5 separate regions of the Mus musculus genome follow, and regions 2, 3, 4 and 5 are each linked to region 1. Evidence: chromatin contacts called from public Hi-C, HiCAR-type, Micro-C and promoter capture Hi-C data. All regions are on one chromosome and are shown on one strand. Each heading gives the region's core, a stretch centred on a gene start, on an enhancer-like site or on the middle of the called end of the contact. The rest is flanking DNA. Distances are from core to core; before and after follow the strand shown.

What was found. Promoter capture Hi-C pulls out the DNA fragments that hold promoters and counts their contacts. A called contact is a pair of places that touch in the nucleus more often than the background predicts. HiCAR-type assays count read pairs that join an accessible place to other places.
Region 2: a contact with region 1 is called in a promoter capture Hi-C map of pre-B cells, with 4 times the contacts expected there. The contact joins the promoter of Ripk1 here to the promoter of Eci2 in region 1. A contact is called at or near these places in 3 of 39 promoter capture datasets (the C10 cell line, cranial neural crest and pre-B cells), 1 of 115 datasets of contacts at active chromatin or transcription factors (astrocytes) and 1 of 9 other capture datasets (liver).
Region 3: a contact with region 1 is called in a Hi-C map of rod photoreceptor, with 6 times the contacts expected there. The contact joins the enhancer-like site here to the promoter of Eci2 in region 1. A contact is called at or near these places in 2 of 484 Hi-C or Micro-C datasets (cranial neural crest and rod photoreceptor) and 7 of 115 datasets of contacts at active chromatin or transcription factors (astrocytes, embryonic forebrain, embryonic hindbrain and 4 more).
Region 4: a contact with region 1 is called in a Micro-C map of embryonic stem cells, with 6 times the contacts expected there. The contact joins the promoter of Slc22a23 here to the promoter of Eci2 in region 1. A contact is called at or near these places in 2 of 484 Hi-C or Micro-C datasets (cardiomyocytes and embryonic stem cells) and 1 of 115 datasets of contacts at active chromatin or transcription factors (kidney).
Region 5: a HiCAR-type map of astrocytes shows a contact between it and region 1, with 5 times the contacts expected there. The contact joins the enhancer-like site here to the promoter of Eci2 in region 1. A contact is called at or near these places in 7 of 115 datasets of contacts at active chromatin or transcription factors (astrocytes, cardiomyocytes, craniofacial prominence and 4 more).

The regions. Positions count from the first base shown.
Region 1 is chr13:34,991,913-34,995,909 of GRCm38.p6, forward strand. It overlaps Eci2 (enoyl-Coenzyme A delta isomerase 2), which reads right to left and starts at 2,232. Exons shown (of 10, transcript NM_001110331.1): 1 at 2,102-2,232; 2 at 1,156-1,318. The coding sequence starts at 2,145.
Region 2 is chr13:34,001,062-34,005,504 of GRCm38.p6, forward strand. Ripk1 (receptor (TNFRSF)-interacting serine-threonine kinase 1) reads left to right here and starts at 1,302. Exons shown (of 11, transcript NM_001359997.1): 1 at 1,302-1,645. It also overlaps a transcript of Serpinb6a not described here.
Region 3 is chr13:35,938,552-35,942,588 of GRCm38.p6, forward strand. No RefSeq gene overlaps it. Among named protein-coding and RNA genes, the nearest start is that of Gm30127, 24 kb to the right of the region's middle. Within about 2 kb of position 1,465, at least 16 of the 459 cell types and tissues checked have an H3K27ac peak or open chromatin away from gene starts, as enhancers often do. A contact at or near this core is called in rod photoreceptor, where this site is marked.
Region 4 is chr13:34,343,547-34,347,961 of GRCm38.p6, forward strand. Slc22a23 (solute carrier family 22, member 23) reads right to left here and starts at 1,672. Exons shown (of 10, transcript NM_001382849.1): 1 at 613-1,672. The coding sequence starts at 1,251.
Region 5 is chr13:35,780,196-35,784,603 of GRCm38.p6, forward strand. The region is part of intron 3 of Cdyl (chromodomain protein, Y chromosome-like); the gene reads left to right. Among named protein-coding and RNA genes, the nearest start is that of Cdyl, 120 kb to the left of the region's middle. Within about 2 kb of position 2,991, at least 78 of the 459 cell types and tissues checked have an H3K27ac peak or open chromatin away from gene starts, as enhancers often do.

The DNA of each region.
Region 1 (3,997 bases), core at 982-3,481:
AATACCTAGTAGTAGCTGAGGGCAAAGTCTTTTTGGACAAGTAAAATTCTCGAATGTTTGCATCCATTTTCTTAGGGTGTGTATTGCTGGGATAAATTACCATGACCAGAAGCAACTTAGGGAGGACGGGGTTTATTTTAGCTGATAGCACTCAGGCTGCACTCTGTCAGTCATAAAAGTCAGGGCAGATAATGAAGACAGGAACCTTGGAGACAGGAACTGAGGCAGAAGCTGGGGGTGGCAGGGGGTGTGGTGGGGGTGTGCTTATGGGCTTACTCAGCCCACTCTCTTACACATTCCTCATCAACTGTTAATAAAGTGTTCAACAGACTTGCAGACACAACAGTCTTATTGAGGCACTTTCTTAATGGAAGAGTCCCTCTTCTCAAATGTTTCTACCTTATGCCAAGTTAACAAAACAAAGCAAACCAACCAGGACACCCGAGATAAAGAGACACTCACACGCATCGCTTAGTAGAAATGATAAGAACAATAAATGATAACAATGGAGTCCAGACTGGCAGACATCTGATGAAGTCTTTTCCATTATAACCTTTAGTTCCTCAAAAGTTAGAAAAATTTTCCAACATTCACAAATATGAGTTACAGTATCCAATTAATCAGTTGAACAGTTATTAAATTTTACCTTATGTCTTCTCTGATTTTGTCTTTTTTATTTTAATTAATTTCAAACATCCCCCTAAACCCATACTATTTCATCCTTAAATACTATCTATTTCCCCGAAACACCAACATTTTATTATATAATTAATCATGGCACTGTTAACGATAACCAGGACACTGGTAAATGATGGTAAAACTCGGTCCGTATTCAAGTTTATCCAACTGCCCCAGTGAATTATTCTCATTAGGAAGGGCTCAAGCAGGCTCCAAACATGTGAATATAAATGGTGTATCTTCCAAATCTCTTTATTCTGGAGAGAAGCAGAGGAGGCTACTCTGTGCTTTAATAGCATATAAAGGCCTAATATGAAAAACAAAACAAAATAAAGCCTGCATACATACACCCCAAAGGGGAGCCAGCCATGCAACCGGAATGTTAGAAACAGTGTTAGAAACGTATCAGAAACGTATCAAATTCAGGAATCATTTGCTCAAAATGCGTTTAAGTTACAACAGAGCTCAGTCTATTACCTGCTTGTACAGTGCATAGAGTCTTAGCTTCACTTCGTTTCCCGGGTCCTTCTTCAAGAGTTTCACCTGGTTCAATGCATTTTCAAAGTCCTGCTGACTGGCTCTCATTGTTGGTCTGCCCAAGTGCAGTTTAGCCACTTGTAATCTGAAGACCTGCAGGACACTACAAATAGTGGTTTCTGTTTGTTCCTTGCCCTTTTATTTCTGCAGCAACAGGATTACTGATTGGCTCCAACTCATGTTGATCAGAACAGCATGCATCTACAACAGAGGCAGGCGGATTTCTGAGTTCAAGGCCAGCCTGGTCTACAAAGTGAGCTCCAGGATATCCAAGGCTATACAGAGAAACCCTGTCTCGAAAAACAAACAAACAAACAAACAAAAACAACAACAACAACAAAAACCCCAACAGTTTCCCTAAGTAAGCAACTTCCCACTGACGCTTATTGCACGCTCATTCAAATGGAGGGTAAGTTTTGCCTTTTGAGAAAGTCACACAGCGGTTCACTTTGCTCCATAGTTCTTTGGGTTATTACTTATGGAGCACTCTCTCCAGCCACTTCTCTGAACAAAGTGAGCTTACTGCTTGAAACCCCACACTGGTTCAGCAGCGCTCAGAGCTAACTAGCAATATTGGACAAAGTGTCATCTTAGCCAAGGCACTGCGTGCGTGCCCTAGGAAGTCCCGGGCTGGGCCTGGAGGCCTGGGTGCCCCGGGGACCCAAGCACCGACGGAGGCGACCGGAGCGCGTCCATCCTTACCCTTTGGGACTCAGCAGAGGAAGAACCTTCGAGGTCACTCTTTAGAGCTCTCTCGCTGGGAAATCGTCAAAGTAATATCCTGCTGTCTCGCTAGCCAGGCCAGATGACAAAGCGGGCGGCTCCGTGGGCGGGCGAAAATTCCCGCTGGCGACTTTGGGCCGGAGAGTCGAGGCTGCAAGCTTACCTCGGACACCAGCATCGAGCCCGACTCCAGGTCACTGCCGCCATAGCTAGATACTGTGGTCAAACTGAGCCCGGAGGCTTAGGCCCAGCAGAAACTGCAGGGCAAGACCGGGAAGGGGCGGAGCCAGAGGTGCGCTCCGGGCGTGGGTGGGGCCAGGGTTCAGGGGCGGGGCCAGGATGTGAGCTCGGCCTGTGAAAGGACCCGGGGACAAAAAGACTGGCGGAGATAATCTTGGATGTGAGCCCTGGGCAGGGGTGCGACTAGCGACTCCTTCAGAGTTGAGAATGGGCGGGTTTCGAGGAGGAGCCTAGAATGCCTGGCCCAGGTCCAACTCCGTACAAAGGTGATTGGCACAAGATCTGGCAAAGAGGGACAGGGTACGGAGGCGGTTCACTGTGTTCTTCGGAATATTAATCAGAGAGCCTAAGCATATTTATTTACAAACCGGACAGCTCCCAGAATGTTTAGTTAGGAGCACGCTCCTGAGCACGTTCAGTCTAAGGTCATGGAACATTATGTTTAAAAGATTATATGGACAAGAGTGCTCCTGGATATGCTTATCTTGCACAATTAAGTTTAAGCTGAACATGAAACGGTATAAGCTTCATTAATGTAGGCGTTTGCCCCTAAGGTGATTCTCATGCTTAGCAGAGGCCACCTCCAGTAAACACCACGTCTGGCTGAAGATTGGGGTGGGGGTGGGGCAGTTCGCAAGGAAAGGGAACCACACTGAGCAGAGTATTAGTTGAGCTTGAGGATCACTGCGCCCACGTTAAGAAGCTCTTGTAGTGTGTGAGACCTGGAACTAGCATTGTAAAGTACCTTCATAGTGAGTCCTAGACCTCCCTGCCGACTCAAATGATCCTCTTTGCACGTAGATAAAATTCTTGATATGAATATATATATGTTCTGTGCTAAGAGTAATAGAGAGCCACGGAAGAGCTAATTGGTAGAGCTAGAGAATTGACTAGGCTATTTGAGAACAGTCGTGGCTCTTGCAGAAAGCCCGGGTTTGGTTTCTCTGAATCTACAGGGTGGGTCATAACCATTCATAACTCCAGTTCCAAGGGGACAGACACATTTTATGACCTAAACAGCCCTCAGACACACAGATGGTATGCATAATACCAGTATGCAAAACCAATTACATAACGACAGTTAAATAAATAGACAAAGTAAAACAAAAAAGTTACAACAAATACATTTTTTTAAAAAGAGCCATTGGGTATGCTTTTGATCTACTTTACAGTGCAGTCAAGATGCCCGGGCATGTCTCTGAGAGTTTTGTTTCTGTACTAGAGTGAGAATGGCAGAATCCTCCTCAAGATCTCACCAGAGTTCGAATCTCCACTCCTGGTTCTTATAAAGACCTTGGAGAAGGAGGTGTGTGGGTCAATTAGGTCCTACCTTAGAGGCTTGACTGCACGTGAGCAGTGCTGTCTAAGAAGGGATTTGATACAGACACCCAGGCCTGGTGGTCACAAGAGCCAGGAAATGTTCCCAGTGAAACTGAATCTTGGGGGTTCTACTTCACAGGGTCTGCTCAGTATTCTGGGAGATGTTTCTTGAGACGGTGCCATGGAACCTATGATGGATGGAGATGCCAACCAGAGTGCTTGTTTTTATTTATACTATTAAAACCATCAGCTCATGTTATCATTATGGCATATAAAAATTCTATCAATAGCAATCAACAGTGAAGTCTAGAAATCTTAAAGAAGCCTGAATGTCCTCTGTCTCACTACTGGTTTCTCTGTATGTATCTGTGATCTGTGATCTTTTAGTAGCTGTTTTTTTTTTTGTTTGTTTTCTGTTTTGATTTACAAGCCCTCATACCTGTTTCTGTCTAGTCTTTCTTTGGGCCTCACTGTTTCTATATTACTCTTACTCGACTAG
Region 2 (4,443 bases), core at 52-2,551, 990 kb before region 1:
TAAACTCTAACTTCAGGGGACCTGATACCTTTCTGTGGCCTCTAGGAGAATCTGCACTCTATTATATACACACTCGTAAATAAAACAAACAAAAAACTTAAGGAAAAACAATGTACAGGAACCTGAAGAAGATAGCTCATGGTTCCTTCAGCAAAGTGCTTTCCATGGCAACATATGGATCTGAGTTCAATCCCCAGCACTCATACAGAAACAAACAAACAAAACTGGCCATGGAGACACCCCTGGTGCCTCTTGCCTTGGCCAGACAGCTTAGTCCATTCCACAAGCAAAAGGTAAAAGTAATACCTTGTATGGAAAAGAAAAAGATGCATTGTAAGAAGGAGCTAACTGGAGGTGGGCTCCTGGCCTCCCATATGTGGAGTTTTATACACACACACACACACACACACACACACCCAATCCCACCCGGAAAGAACTCCAAACAAACAAACAAACAAAAAACCCAACTTAAGTACATGTGTTTATACACTAGATGTATGTTCATTTGGGTACATACCTGTATGTGAAACTGATAAATCATACAGTAACCATAAAGGTTTTGCATTCTTTGCAGGAATGTATGTGATTTTCAGTTAGTGTACGTTTTTGTTAACATCGGTGAATGTTTGGGATTTGGGGGCATTTTATGTGTACTCTACATCAAAGTTGAGTTCCCCTAATGTCCTTTGACATTGAGCATCTTTTTAATGCTTATTTGTATGGTGAGGTATCTGGTAAAATGGCTGTGAATTTTCTTAAAGTGGTCGTGTGTATGGTTTAATAAGACTCCTTTATCGTGTCTTTTGTGGCCCTCTCTCTGTCTTGTCATATTTATCTTTTGACAATAAGGGATCACTGGACTATCGTGCAACTTTCTTCTTAATGACACCTGCAGCAACACAGTTTCTGCTTGGGGTTTCAACTACTATTTTCGAGGGCTACAAATTAATCACGTTTCTTCCTCGACAGGCTGCTGTGGTGGACGAACGATAATTTACCAGTGGTTCTGTCACCGTGTCACCTCTGAACCCACAAAGCTTGCAAAGGCCACTGTCGCACACAGCGCTATCTAGCGGGCCAAGCGGTCTCCGCCCTGACATATAGCAGCTATGACCGCCGTATTATTTTTTTTAAGGGCTCTCTCAGAACTCGCTCAGAAAGCAAGGCAAAAGTGCCATTCCTTCCGCCCGCGGGCCTCCGGGATGGTCGTGCTGCGAACCTGGCATGCTCAGTAGAGCTCAATGCCCAGCTGGGAGGCTGGCGCTCGCCCGTGCACACAGCCCCGGGGCGTGAGCAGAGGCGGAGACAGGGGCGGCCGCAGCCTAGCACCACCCCAGTAGTCCTTAGAGGAGGACCAGCGGCCCCCGGAACGGCCTCGGGAGCGCGGGTGTCGGTGCCGCTCACCTCCCGGGAGTCCAGCGGCGGTGCGGACCCGCGGAGGTGCGAGCTGGACGCGGCGGGAGGCGGCAGGCTGTGGGGGACCTGCGAGTGGCTGGGCGCCACTTCAGCACCGAACTCCGACCGGTCCTCGTCAGGGCCCAGGGCCGTCCCGGCCGGGCAGCCACGGCGAGGCGCCGCTCCTGACGTCCACCGCCCGTCCTTCCTCACCTAGGCCGGGGTACTTGGCCGCGGGAAGGCCTCTGAGGTAAGTCAGCGCGGGGGTCGAGGCCAGGGGCGCCGCCGCTAGTTTCCTCAGAAGCTGGTTTCCCGGAAGGGGCGGAGGCCGCGCGATTTCTGCGCGTGGACCGGAGGGCGGGGCTCGTTGTTTCCGGAAGCCGGGTGGCGGGCGGGACTTCAAACGTTCCCGGAAATCGAAAAGCGCGGAACTTGCTGTCATCTAGCGGGAGGTTGGACTCTTCTTGAGGTCGTTTTAGCTCAAGTCGAGACTGAAGGTGCGCCGTAGCCATGGTTACAGAGTGACTATGGAACGATTATTTTGGTAGGAATGACAGCTTCTTGAAGCTTTAGGACCCCAACAAGACTACCTAAATGTAACCTATCAACCCTGGACCTACCAGCTCTTTAAAAGGGTCTATTCCTGTTGTCTTGGGGCAGCAGGTGGCAGAGCAGTCGGTAGCTTTCATCGTTATTTTTGAGGTGAGCTGGCAAATCAGGAGTGATCTACGACCTCAACGAGAGACCAGTGTCAAACATCCAAGGCTTCTCTGGTCCTCAGTAGCATTTGCATTTATGGGTTGCTGCAGACCTTTTCTGAGTTGTGAAAAAGATAAGCCACATCCTCCTCACCTAAGCGTTGGACAGAGCCCACTGAGGATGGATGGTGCAGCCCAGGGTGACTCATTCTTTGTGTCTTGCAGATCATTTGATTTTCTTGCTCTTTTACTTTGTGCAAAGAGTTGAAGCTGTTTTAATCAAGAAATTCCACAAAAGACCTTTAGGAAAGTATTCTTTCTTAACACATGAAGACTCGATGGTAGAGTGAACTTTGGGATGCAATGACTTAATTGTGTAATTCTGTAGCCCCTGGAAAGATACTACTAAGGCTTGTGAGAAAGGTGAACTATCACAGCTGTATTGTATGTAGAAATATACTAGTCTTATTGAAAATGAAATTTGGGATGTTTTGTTTGTATGACTGACAAAAACAGTAGTAACAATTCTTAACTTTAATTTCCATTTTTCTCATTCTTTGCTACTTTGAGCCTTACACATAATGTTAAGCTTTCAAGATTGTAATAAGATATGTGCCCAAGGTAACAACTTACAAACTGGGCACAGTACTATTACACCTTAGTTAATGTCTCCTTAATATCTCCAGTAGGATCTGGAATTTGAAGCAAATATATAGTTTCCCACACATCGGTAGGATATCATTCTGGCAGATGTGTCTTACTATAAAAACATGGATATAATACTAAGTTTTTTTTAAATTTAATCTGTACATCCCCATGTTTTTAAAATGTAGAATATTCAATTAATCTGGGTAAGTCCATATGATTTTATATGTTTGTTTGTTTGTTTGTTTATTGTTTTTGAGACTGGGTCTCTTTGTGTAGCCTTTGCTATCCTGAAGCTAGCTATGTAGAAGGCCAGGCTGGCCTTGAATTCCCAGAGATCTACCTGCCTCTGTCTTCCTGGTGTCCGGATGGAAGGCATGTGTCACTATGCCTGGAATACCATGGCACACTATGCCTGGCAACAATTTCGTCTTTGCATTGGGGGTTTTCAAAAGAAAATTATTAGTTGCCTTTCTAGAAAAAAATATTAAAGAACTGAGAGTGAAAGCCTGAGAGAAGGGGTAAGGTGAATTCAATTCGGGTGAATCATTTAACCTCAACTTGTAATTTCTTTATTTGTAAATTGAAAATAGTCTTGATAAATTAATTCACAGACCACAATGTGCTGATGTGTTTGATCATACTTTGTTAAATTTTATTCCACCTTGTCTTTTGTTGGTGGTTTGATTCCTTGTTCAATGCCCTTTTGTGAAACAAGCACAGGCTGTTTTAATTAAAGAACCTTGGATGCAGCGAGCCACTGATATGTCACTTACCTGAGTAAAATCAGAATTCTTCTAAGAAGGAAGTAGGGCACAGCTAGCAGTTGACATTCTTTGTCCTCCTGCTCTTATTATACAAGATAGTCACTGAAAATTTAAGTGAAAATTAGTTGGGTTTTAAAAGGAGTGCAGCCATTAAAAGGGATATGTACACACGAATATACAACTTTTTTTTCTAAAACAAGGTCTCGCTATATAGCCCTGACTGGTCTGGAACTCACTAAGTAAGCGTGAACTTAAACAGTATTATATGTAAATATAATGTAGACTTATTTTGCCAGTGTTCATTTTGAAATTTCTGATTCATTTCAGTGGAAAAAAATTAACTTTCCTGTGGTTCTGACTTAATAATCATTTATCTCAAAACATTAGCAAATTCCATTGAGACATGACATTAGTTAAAGTTAGTTATCACTTACTATAACAGGTAAATATGACTTAGTTAAGTCTTTAAAATGGTGTTTGATTATCTGGCTTCCTACCTTACATTCAGTGGTTTTGCAATCCTTGGGTCTACCTCAATAAACTGCCCACATGGCTCTCTCAAAATACACTGCTAATAGACTGAATGGGCATTACCAGTAGAGTACATGACTGGTATGTGTGGGGCCCTGGGTTTTCTCTCCAGCATTGCTAGAAAATAGTAGTCTAAACTTGAATCATTCATGGGGTGGGGGGAATAAAAACACAAAAGAAATAATTGAGAATCTATCAAGAGAGGATTTGTGCTAAGACCAGCCCAAACTCATAAAGCATAAGACTGGAAGAACTTACTTAGGTCTAGAGCTAAGCTCTCAAAGTATAGTGAAGACATTCCCTAGATCTACACCACTGGAGTCTCTAGAGAGCCAAGCCATGGCTGCAAGATTCAGGAGGCCTAGCCAAGTAGGAGAAATAACCAGGTAGAACTCATAAGGTTGAAA
Region 3 (4,037 bases), core at 215-2,714, 950 kb after region 1:
TTCATACACATAAAATATAATTTAAAAGTAAGTAAGTAAGTAAGAATTTAAGATTAAAATAAAAACAGGTCATGGCTAGTGCTGTATCTTATGCCTTTGGTCCCAAAACTCAGGAGGCAGAGCCAGGTGGATGTTTGTGAGTTTGAGACCAACCTGGTCTACATAGTATGTTCCAGGCCATCCAGCATACATAGAGAGTGAGCCTGTCTCAAGCAAAGAAATGTTCTGACTATGTACAGAGTCACAGTGAGGAAACAACAAGTTACTGGAGAGTCCATGCCAGGCCAGGCAGCAGATTTTTTACAAACCAGCAGCCTCATTTCTTCTGGTCCCTGGAAATTAGCATCTGGGTGAAAGCTTTGAGCTCTGTGCTCATTTATCTGTAAACCACAGAACCATCCACCAGCCTTGAACAATAATTGACATTGTTATTCCTCTTAAATATGAAAATTGTCACAATGAAAGTAAGCATGCCTTTCTAAAAATCTATTCCAATCTTTAAAAGTGACCAATATGACAAATATTTTCATTTCATTTGATTCAAAAAGCATTATCCCGAGACTGAATTCAACAACCAATCTTCCAAAGTCAGGAGGAAGCTGCCCAGAAAATGCATTGCATAGCTGTGCTCTCATCATTGTCAAGATATCACCTGTCTGTCGTACCACCTTTGAATGGTGCTGGCATGGTGGCTTTCAGGTGAATCTGGCTGAGGTTTTATCTTCCTGTGACACAGAACTCGAAGCACTTAACTGGGGGCGCTTACTCATATTTACTATCTGAGATTATGATACTGTGTCATTTGAGAGCAGACTGGAAGACAAGGAGGAGGGGGAGGGGGAGGAGGAGGGGAGGGGGAGGGGGGAGGAGGAGACAGCTGCTTCCAGGGGCCAGGGTGGTTACAAACCATTTTGGAATACAAACGCAGAAAAGCAGAATTGGGTGACACCCAATGATATAAATCCATAAGCTGGGAGGAATAGCACACACAAGTCCCTGAACTTGGGAGGCAGAGGGACAATTGAAAAGGTCAGCCCTGTGTACATAGTGAGTCTCAGACCAGCCAGGTTACTCAGAGAAGCCTCATCTAAAGAGTCAAAACAGAGCTGGCCAAGATGGCATGGCAGATAAACAGGACTCATTGTACGCGCTTAATGACCCAATGTCATCCCCAGAACCCATGACAAGAGAGAGCCAACTCCCAAAAGTTGTCCTGTGACCTATACCACGATAACGCAGCAAATAAAAACAATTTTAAGAAAGAAACAAACCAACAGCAACATTGTAAATGGGACTGGGAAGATGGCTCTGTAAAGTGCTTCCTTTGCAAGGAAGAGGATGAGCTTGGTCCCTGCCCCCCTCCCCTTCCACAATCTTCCCCGCTGCACCCTGAACCCTGCACTCTACAAAGATGCAAGTTCACGTTCTGTTTCTAGTGAAGCGGTGTTAATGGGAATGAACATTGGCCAGCACAGGCTGTGTTGGATTCCTACGCTCAGTCTCTCTGTGGCTTGTAAACGCTGGACTCTTCACCTGTTGGCTTTGACCTGGAGGTCAAGGCAGCATGATTGATGCTCAAGGCCACTACTGCCCAGGAGATGCGCTGCAGGTGTCAAATTGTATTTCCAGAAGTTGATTAGTGCCCTGCAGCAGGCAGCATGCCCTCCCTGATGCTCAGAGTAGCGGGAGAGAGCCCCACCCCCAAACCTCTCCTCCTCCCTGTGTCTTGGGTTTTCACGGGGATACAGGAATGTCTCAGGTGTGGAGGCTGGCTGATCTGCTGAAGGAAGTCAATCAGAGCAAGCAGGAGGGCGGGGTCTTTCCCCCGTCTGGAAAACACAAATGACCTCGGCTGGGGCTTCACTGGTGTTCTGTGACACCAACTCCGAATTACCTAGGGCTGTGGGTCTAAATCCCATCATCCACTGCAGCACTCAGGAAGCTTAACGATAATCCAATAATTAAGAGGTCAATTGCTGGTTATCTGCACACGAGTCTTCTTCCTTTTTTTTTTTTTTTTGGAGACGCCTGGGAAGACGACAAGGGCATAGAATAGAAAGGAAGCAACTCTGTTGCAACGATTTAAAAACTCATTTGCTTTGCGCACCATCTGAGGCACTGCTGTCTGAGCGGCCAACTGCAACTTTCCAAATTGCTAATATCACCGAGTGGGTTCTTTTCCTCATATTGTAAGTAGAAAACTTTTTTGCAGGTCTCTGAGACTTACTTCTAATTCTATTCTACCGCTCACCTTCCTCTTCATTGTTCTAAAACACAAAGTGGACAGTTGATTAAACGTCTGCTGGTTACGCTCTGAAAATGCGGAAGACGGCTGTCACTGTGCATCTGGAATGTCCTGCACAGGCTCATGTGGGAAGAGCTTGAGGCTCTGTTGTGGCAATAGGGAGGCAGTAGAACCTTTAGGAGGTAGAACCAGGTGGCAGCAGAGCTAAGAGAGCCGCCACTGAAGCTGAAACTGGAACTGGAACCCGTTGGCTGAGCAGGGAAGGAGGGAAGCAGCGGGCAGGGTTTAAAGTTCTCAGTAGCCACTGGCAATAGACAGGAACTTCCCCGTTTCTCTACCACTGCAGCAACAGAGACCAGGAGACCTCATCATGAAACTTAGAAACTTGGCAGGCTCAGAGTTCTTCCCCCTTCTCTACCAGGTTTGATAGCTCTTCTCTGATTGGCTTTTTTTTTTTTAAATCTTATCTGCGTACCTACTGTATCTGTTATTTCTCTATTGATATGATAAAACCAGATGACCAAGTGTAGGGTTGTTGGCCCTTGCCTGCTCCCGCACAGGGCATGGCTGCTTGAGGAAGCAGAACTTGGGGAGTTTGACTGCACTTGGCCCACCCTGTAGGGAGAGGCAACGGGCCTCCCGGTGGGAAAGTACAGTCTGAGGCTCGAGACAGCTGGAGCTGGCTTGGGGGTCCCCAGGCTCTTAGACACCAGGATGCTGCTGGCCACTGAGGAAGAGCTGAGAATGGAGTGCCTCCCTCCTTCCTCAGGCTGGATCTAGCCTGGAGCAGGGGGCAGGGGTTAAGTGTGAACTCTGGTCCCAAGGTGAATTGGTGAATCCGCCATTGGCTTGAATGGCGGCTTGGTGGTGTGTAGTGGCAGGGAGCACAGAGAGGCCATCTACTGGAGATTAGATGGCGGCTCTGTAGGCAAAGGCCTTCTCCATGGCTCCCCACAGCCGATCCCGATGAAAAGAGACAGCCTGTGGTTCCAAATCATTTATTACCATGGTGGAAAGTCTATGGTAAAACCATATCCCACTTCTCAGGGTCGGCCTGAGGTTAATACCTTTTGCAGGGAGGAGTGTCTGGGAAGGAAAGCTTATTGGCTAAGCCCTCCAGGCCTCTATGGACTTCATTAGCCTACGTGACCACAGGTAGCGGCTCTTTTCCTGATGTCTTGGTCTGCTATGAAGTTACAGATACTGTCTTAGTCAGGGTTTCTATTTCTGCACAAACATCATGACCAAGAAGCAAGTTGGGCAGGAAAGGGTTTATTCAGCTTACACATTTCACATTGCTGTTCATCACCAAGGAAGTCAGGACTGGAACTCAAGCAGGTCAGGAAGCAGGAGCTGATGCAGAGGCCATGGAGGGATGTTCTTTACTGGCTTGCCTCCCCTGGCTTGCTCAGCCTGCTCTCTTATAGAACAAAGACTACCAGCCCCGAGATGGTCCCACCCACGAGGGAACCTCCCCACCTTGATCACTAATTGAGAAAATGCCCTATAGCTGGATCTCATGGAGGCATTTCCCCAACTGAAGCTCCTTTCTCAGTGATAACTCCAGCCTGTGTCAAGTTGACACAGAACTAGCCAGTACAGATACTCAGGGTCTCCTGGGCTTCAAAGCCTTTAGCTCAATCGAGAATCAGGCTACCTCTCATGGTCCCACTGCCCCACAACCAAGGCCACTTACTTGGTTGTAGTAGTGCTTATTTGGGCTTATGGTTCCAGGGGGTTAGCCACAATGGTGGAGCGAAGGTATGGAGGCAGCAGCAGGAAGCTGAGGGTT
Region 4 (4,415 bases), core at 422-2,921, 650 kb before region 1:
ATTCAATTGGCTTTAATCTGTTCAAGGCACGTGTGGGGAGGCTGACATCTGCTAGAAAGAATATCTGAGAGTAGAACACTATTTCTCTTGGATAGTTAGTTCTTAGTGGGAGACACAGGGACAGGCAGCCTGCAGAAAGAACATGGCTATGTCCTGGCTCCAAGGAGAAGCCCTAGAAGAGGGATTGAGTCTTCCAGGGCCCCTGCTGAGCCATCAGTGAGTCTGACACCTTAGCTAGATAGAGGAGAGGATTTGAACCTTTCGGGGGAGGGGAGCCCTTTCCATATGTGCACTGGGACAGGAGTTTGTGTGGATATTAGAAAAGGCTAAGTCGGTCTCTTTGAAGCGGATGCAGCGTCACGGGCACCGCAGAGGGCGGCAAAAAAGCCTTGGCTTCACATCCAAGTAAGAGCATCTCCTTTGAGGGACAGCCGGGAGCCCAGTCAATGCGGGGTTGTGCGTACACAGGCTAACATTTTGGGTTCCTCAACTGGGTAGGTTTGGACCTAAGTCTGCAGAGAATGAGAGATGGAGCACAGAGCAGAGGCGACCGAGGTCAGAAGAAAAAGGTTCACAAGAAGAACGCGGGGACGCGGCGGTCGTGGCCCTTACCTTGCTGACCACGTTTTGGATGAGACCAGTGCGGATGCCGTAGTCCCACGCGTGGCAGTCGCAATTTGAGTCGTTGTTCCCCTTGCCTGGAGGGGATGGGAGGGGTGGTGTGTCGCTGCTGTTGCTTCGGTTGCTCGTGGTCCCCCAGGAGGCAGTGGAGAAGGGGGTGGCCGAGGGGCTGGTCCAATTGCCCATGTCACCCCATCGGCCGGTGACAGTGGCACCCGCCAGCTCGGTGCCTTTGCCGGCCCCGCGGCACCAGAAATCGGGCTGGTCCAGAAGGAAGGAGTCCGAGAACTGGCTGAAGCCAATGAACAGTGCCGGGATCCAGGTGAGCACCACCAGGGTCTTCTGGTAGCCGCCGCCCAGGCCCCCGAGGAAGGGCAGCACGGAGCCATCGTAGTCCAGCAACAGGAGGCTCGGGGCGGCTGTCGCCGCGCAGCAGCTCGAGTGCGGGCCGCCGCTGGGGTGCAGCGCAGGCAGTGGCTGGATCTCCGCGCTGCTGCCGGAGCCCGCGCGCCCTCCGAGGGGCGCCGAGGCCGCCGCGTCCCCGGGCGGCAGGGAGCCGTTCTCCTCCGCCGGGGCCGGCTGCCGCCCGGCACCACTACCCGCCGCCTCACGCCGCCGGTCTATCGCCATGGCCAGGGCCCGCGGCTCCCGCAGAGGCGCATAGAGCGCGGCGGAGCTCGGCGGGCGCCCGGGCACAGCGCCGCCGCCGAGGAGGAGGGCCCGCGGCCGGAGAGAGTGCTCCGGGCCCGGCGAGTCAGGCCACCCCCATGTCACCCGCGCACCCCCGTGCCCTGGGCGCCGGGCAGAAACCGTTCGAGTCCTCAGCCGCCGCGGCTCATCCGCGCCGCGGCCCGGGCGCCCGCCTAGCTACGAGGCTCTCCGCTGATGCGCGCCGGCCGGGGAGGAGGAGGAGCCGGACCCGCGCCCTTGTCGCGACTCGGGGCCCTGCGGGCACCGGTGCGCGTTGTGCTGGGGCCGCCGGCGGCCGCGGGTTGGGAGATCCTCCACGGACTTCGGGCGCTCCCGGAAGCCGCAAGCTCGCAGCCAGCCTGCGGAGCCGGCCGCGCTCTCGGCTCACCGAGCCGGCCTCCGCCTCCCGCCCCGGCCCGCCCCCTCTCCCCCCGCCGAGGTGGAGGTAACCGCGGCACCTGCTGCGCCGCTCCTGCGCACGAGCGCCCCCTCCAGCCGGGCCGTGTCGCCACCGCCCGGACAGACGCAGGGGCGGGGAGAGGGACACCCGGGCCGCTGCAAGATCCCTGGTGGTCTCTGGGCGCGGGGGACGGGGGTCACCAAGGAGTCTGCACTGGCTGGGAGTGAGAGGACAGTGTCGTCTGCCAGTCTCAAGTCCCACAGCCGCAAGGGACCTCGCCCCGGGCACACCGGCTCTCCGTGACCTCTGTTCGTTTCCGAGGTGCCTGGCGGCTGGCACCCCACTCCTGGTCTTGAGCCCAAGGGTTGCCTGTCTTCCAGAACAACCTTCTGTTCTTCTTCCAGACTCAAATAAGGCAGCTTTTTATGGTCACGGAGCTGGGGCAAGGAGGCATGTTTGCCAATTTTAGGATGACAGCCCCTTACAACGCTGGGTCACACACGACCTACTGCAGCACCCGCCCCAAATCGCCATTTCTTTCTGTGCTCCAGAATGAATGTCAAATAAACACAACTCTAGAAGGCTAGACCTTCAACAGAAGCCACACACTCGATACAAACGTGAATGAGGGCGGCCTGCCCCACCCCCTCCCCAAGGTCTCGGAATCACAATTCCTATGCTCTGCGCACAGGCGCGCACACATCTACACCTCACAGGAGATCCAAATGCTCTTGGCACTCCAGACTCCAGAGCCAGCCTTGCCCAGCTAGCACTATATAAATAACACCAGCCCTGCGGCAAACGGCCGCATTAGCATATCTTCTCCTGCGTGCCAGGCCTGACACCAGTGAGAATTATGCGGCTTTCATCTTAGCCTCACTACATTCTCGAGACATTTCATATTCTGAGAAGTTTATTAATGGAATTAATGGAAATCTTAAATGGAGCAATCTATCTCTAGTCTTATTTAGCACAGGGGAAGGAAGCTCGCGTTCTTTTCCCAAAAGCATATCCTGCGAGTACATGTATGGAATGCGTTCTTTAAGCATCTCCGTTATTTTCTCAGCTGCATGTTGTATAATTTAGTGGGAGACTTTTTTTTTTTAAGCATGCAGCTCAATGTTCCAGTCAACATGTACTTACTGCTGAAATTCTGACACGTGGAGAGAACTATTTCTGAAGACTGCCAGAGAGCTGGACTTTGGGGAACCCAACTGTGAATTTTCCTGAGTGGCTGGGAAGGGGAGATTAGATAACAATAGACGGAAGAGACACAGGCTGCAGAAGACACTAAAGGTCTGGGAAACCCAGTCTGGAAATTTAAGCACATTTAATGACATACTTGAGTGAGAATGTCATTATGAAACCCATCATGCAGTATAATGATTATAATCTAATAAAGTATTATTTTCAAAATCAGGAGTGACAGTGCAACCTGCCAATACATGTGATCTTCTCTTCCTCCTTCTCTTCCTCCCCCTCCCCTTCCCCCTCTACCCTCTTCCTCCACCTTCTTCTCCTAATTTCACTTTATTGGTTAGTTTAACTTTTCTTCCCCTCATCACTTGAAGAGCTAATCCTTGGGACGCGCTCACCCCACACCCCAACAGAACAGAGTCAGCATTCAATGAATGAATGTTAGATATTTATTACTGACTCCACCCTCTGCACACAACCTACATTTTCTTATCTGACTGAAATGTAACAAGCCAGGCTTTCTCTCATTCCCCTTCCGTGTTGGTTCTTTCAAAGGAAGCCTGCTCCGTGTCTGGGTCTGACTCCTTTGCTCAGCTGCTCACTAGGAACCTAGCTGAAACTTTGTAAGTCACTGCAAAACACAGCCATTGATCTTAGCAATGGCTCATCTAATTGGGAGAAGAATCATGGGGAACTTTGGAGGGGGTTGCTTTCAGATCCACAGTCATTCAATTCTTTCCTCCAGGGCTGAGATGAAGTGAGCGTTAGATGCTTGACAAACCACTGGTTTTAGATCCCTAGTCATCTAACCTCGAGGGTTCTTTCATTTCAACATGTAGGAACAGATTACCAACCACAGAAGAGTTTACAACAGTGTTTGTTTAAAAGGAGTGACAGATACTATTTGACGAGTAATCACTTTGCTACATACATAAATACCAAAGCATCCTGTATACGTTACATATTTACAATAAAACAAAGCTTAGAACCCTACAAAAAGTAGGGGCTATAAAATGAAGTCTGTTTGCCTTCTTAAGGAAAGGCTATTTGTATGCTTTTAAGGTGGGTACAGCCCTGGCCTAGAAGGACCTTCATTTTAAAGCTCTTTATTCTTATTCCAAAGTCTAGCAACAATCCCCAAATGGTACATTCTGAGATTTTGGAGACATGCTGAAAAATGGTGCTCTCTAAAGCTAAAGCCGAATGAAACCAACACCAAATGTTTGGAATTCACCAGCAGCAGCAGCAGCAGCCTCAACCCAGGCGCTGTAATTAAGTTACTGATTAGATTAGGGGCTTCCTTAAGTCCCTCTTGGATCAACATTTCTCCCAAATCTAGTCAAGACGATTAAAATGTAACTAATTTAGAATAAACTGGCCCTCTATTTATTAAAACGCACCACAGGTGACCTCAGGATGAGCCCTAGAACAATGAAGTAAAGCAAAATTGATATTCCAGAGTGGATGGCGGCCTCCAAGGTGAGTGTTTAAAGCCTCCCCCCGCCCC
Region 5 (4,408 bases), core at 1,741-4,240, 790 kb after region 1:
AAAGTGTCCCAGAACCTAAACCAGTCTAGCAGCACACCAGCGCCAACATGGCTTCCTTTTTGTAATTGCTGATGCAGGTGATGACTTTGGTGGGAGCTCTGATTCACAGCGTGATGGGATTGGTTAATTGGGGAAGAGGAATGTTCAAGAAGTGAGCTCTTGCCGAGGTTATTCCGGCCACAGCGTACTTGAATATGATCATGTTAAGTGCACACACAAAGGGTCTAATATTGCAGCCTTTCCCATCAGCCAGATGCTCTTCATGTTGCTGTGGGTAGACCTGTGTCATCCTTTCCTTAGTGTTGCCTGACTTTCCTTCAGTGGTCTGTCCCTCCTTCCTTTCCTCTTGCCCCCCTCCCTCCCTCCCCCCTCCCTCCCCCTTCTTTTTCTTTTTCCTCTTAGAGGTCCAGTAAGGCAGTAAATTCTCAGGGTGAATCAGATGAAAGTACCAGGAGATAGTCAGATGGAAGGGTGTGTATTAAAGGGCCTGCCAGTTGCCGCCCAAGTGTGGGATCAGTTTGAGTGTTAAGTTTGTTTTCTGTGGCTATGGTTGCATGTTTCTTATTGTGTGTAACAAGGGCTTAATTACTACAACTTTGTAAGTTTTCATCTCAAATTGGCGAGCTCTCCCCCTGCTATTATAAAAGTTCTTTTGGCTTTTCAGGAAACTTCGTGTTCTCATATAGAGATGCTGAGTTCACTCTGCTGGGCCCTGTGGGACCTTCAGGGGTTTTCATGGTAGGAACTTGCATTGAATTTCTGCATCATTTTGAGTGAACAGTCTTGTTTGACTACTGATGGTTTAACACGGATGGTGTGTCTCTCTGAACTTGTTTTTAAGCCCTTTGATGTTTTGTGGCTAGGTGCATATGTGCATATATTTACAAGTGTATATGTTGTGTTGCACTTTAATCTACTTTCTGTTAGCGCCTCCTTCCTTGAAATTTTATATCCATGTTGTCTGCTAGGCTGGGGGTTTCCAGGAAGGGCTGTTCAGATAGGCTTGGTAGATAATGTCGCAGGTTTCATGCAGGTACTGGGAGTGTTCCAGGATTTCACTATGAAGTGAGTGTGTTCCACGTGTCTGGAAGATACTCTCATGTCCACACTTGCTGGTGAGGAGGTTGTTTGCTGCCTTTGAGGGGATGAGTGGGCTTGACTTTGAAGACACGGTTCGCAGCTCCTTGCTTGCTATTGTTGGATCCTCTTAAATATCTAATGTTGAGCTGCTCATAGAGTTCCCAGACCTGCATCTCTCAGGTGTCTGGGATGCTTTGTACGCTGAGGCACCTGTGATTTTTTTTTTCCACCAAAAGATTGAGTTTGCTACGCTGCTTGTTTAGGAAGTTGGTTGTGTGTGAGATATTTCTGCACCATTCTGGTTTGCTTTATTGGTGGTTATTACAATCTTACTGCTTGTCTCTCTGTTTTGGGAAAATTTGCCCAGAGTTTCTTTCTCAGACTCAGAGTAAACAGATTTGTTGACATATTTTGTGTTTTGAATAAAACTGTACATTCCAGTTATTTTTAACTTCTACATTCTAGCAAACTATAGAGAATAAAATGTGTCCTAAAAATACTGGACTGACTTTTTTAAAAAGACTTATTGTATTTTCATGTGTGTAAGTGCTTGGCTGCATGTATGGATGTGTGCTGCATGTGTACCTGGTACCCTTGAAGCGTCAGAAAAGGGCATTGTATTTCCTGAAACTGGAGTTGTAGATGGTTCTGAGTCACCATGTGGGTGCTTGGAACGGAACCAATCCCCAGTCTTCTGCAAGAGCAGCAAGTACTGTAGTCGCTGGGCCATCTCTCCAGCCCTGGGAAGACTGGGAAGTCACTGACTTGCACTTACTACAGCAGTGGTTCTCAGCCTTCCTAGTGCTGCTACCTCTTAATACAGTTCCTCAGGTCATGGTGATCCCCTCCCCACCATAAAATCATTTCCTTGCTACTTTTTAACTGTACTTTTGCTACTCTTAGGAGTCATCATGTAAATATCTGTGCTTTATGATGGTTTTAGGCGACCCCTGTTAGCCAAAGCTAGGACTAGAGATTGCTCTGGCAGATGTGCCAGCTGCCATTCCTGTGAGAAGCTTGAAGGAGCTCATGCAGAATGATAAATAGGATCCTAGGTAATGGTTTTTCTCCTAATGCAGGCAGAGTGAGGGTAGTAGTGCAGTGAGCATTCCCTTGGTTCCCTTGGACCGTGGATCATGACGTCGGTTTCATATATGTGTGCATACATGCATGCATGTGTGCATATGTGCATGTGGACTGTACCTGCCGTCCTAGAATGGTGATGCAGATTATACACTGATTGCACACTTCTCTCCTTTCTGTGTTGTTTATGGTGGTTGATCCTCAGGACACACAGATAAACAGGATCATCTTGAAAAGCAGCTAACCATGGAGAGATCTGGGTTTCCCATGAGGGGATAAGTGCTCCTTCGGTAGGGAGCTAGACATGCGTGTTCTCAGCAGCTGTAGTGGATCTTTGTAGCATTTTTGTGTGCCTGGAAAGTGATTACTGAAAAGATCCATATATCTCATTTACTCTTGTAGGGCCAAAAAAGATGTTAAAGTGTCTTAAAAAATAAAGTTCTACCAAGAGGTGACTGGGTGTCTTGTTCTAACCTCAGCACTTTAGTGTTTGTGCTGGCTGTGCCAACTAAACCAGGCTATGCCATGAGTTCCCCCAGTAGATTTTCTTCTTTCTGCATCATCAAGTTCTTCGGGATCCTAGTACACCTTTTCTGGTGTCTTCTGTAAATAAAATGACCCTGCACTCACCACACTGGACACTCCCTTGATCCAGGAGAAACTTCAGCTGCCTCCTGCAGCCTTTGTATGCCTAACTTTTGACAGGCAGGAACAGCAGGTGGCACCCTCTAGTGGTGTAGTTTTAAATATCAACCCTTTAGGTCCTGTCTGTGACTGTCCTCATTACCACTGTCACCCATGCCTGTCAGAGTGGCTCCACCTCCCATCACTGTCAAGGCTACAGGGTTTCCACATCTCTACCTCTGCCATCTGGCAAGTGACCCCTAGTTCCCTCTCTTTAAAATGTCACTTCTAGTCCCAGCCCGGCCTCTTTCAGTTTTCAGTAGCAAGGTGTTCCTCTGTAGATGACTGTCGCTCAGCTCTACTTCACCTCTTCAGAGTAAGAAGGAGCAGGAGAATGCTCGCCCTTTGCCTTGGGGAGAAGGAGTTCAAGAGTCAGCAGAGCTGGTACAAGAAACTCCTGGAAATAGTTGCGGCTGGAGCTGCACTTTGAGAAGTTAGAGCAAGCAGCTGCAGTCTTCCTGCAGTTCCCCCAAGGTGTGTTTGAGATCATTTAAATAGAAGGTACTGCTTGACTGACAGTCCTGTCTGTGTTCAAGGGAACCAGAACACCGTGAATCCCAGCTGTCAATTGGAGAGTCCAGATGTCCCGCCCACTGACATGCTTTGCTTATATATACACAGGGAAGTAAGCATCACAAGGAGTGCTTACAGTAAGAGTTTATTAATTCTAGTATTGATGTTTTAAAGCAGTTTAACAGTATGTAACACCAGCCACTTGTTCAGTGGGAAATGGGTCTCTACCAGTTTCAGTTCCTCATAAGAAGAGACATGATAGACACGGACACAGGAAGTTGTGTGAGGGGAGACAGGATCAGTGTGCTGGGTGAGTGAGTGCATTGGGAAGTGGTTCAAAATGATGTCCGCAGGCGTTTCAGATCCTGCAACCGTAAGAACATAGTAAGTAGGTGGTGAGATACAGTACCATGCCCACACCGGACTGAATGCTATAGTAACAAGGCTTTGCCTCACACCCAGAGTGAAATCTAGAGTGTCAGAATGCTCCCGAATCTTACTCCACTCTTGGCACACACAGTCTTGGATGTCAGTAGCCGCGGGGTCAGCTTTTTTTTGTGTATTCTAGTTGCGCACTAAATTATATTGATCTTAATGATGTGAGGTAGAATCCCATCTCGCCTCAGCACTATTAATCTCTCTCTCACCTGTTCACCCCAGTGGCTGCCAAACTCTCATGGTCCGAGCAACAGGTCAGAGATGTGAAATGTAAACCAGAGGGCAGTGATTGCCATCACTGTATGGGAATTCTTTAAAGTGCCCCCGTTTTCCATGTGGTATTAAAATGTGTGGTTTAGAAAATGTAATGCATATTCCTTTGTGAGTAAAATGGGTTTACACTGCCCATTGCAAAATCACAGACATACCATGGTCTGACTTACTTTTCGTTGAGCCATAACCCAAATTTCAGTTGTTGCAACATCTTGTTTGCCACCTGTATTCATTACTTTTCTATCGCTGTGATAAAACCATGACCAAAAGCAATTTAGGAAGGAGGTTTATTTTGGCGTATGGTTCCAGATGGAGAATCTGTATTGATTACTTTTCT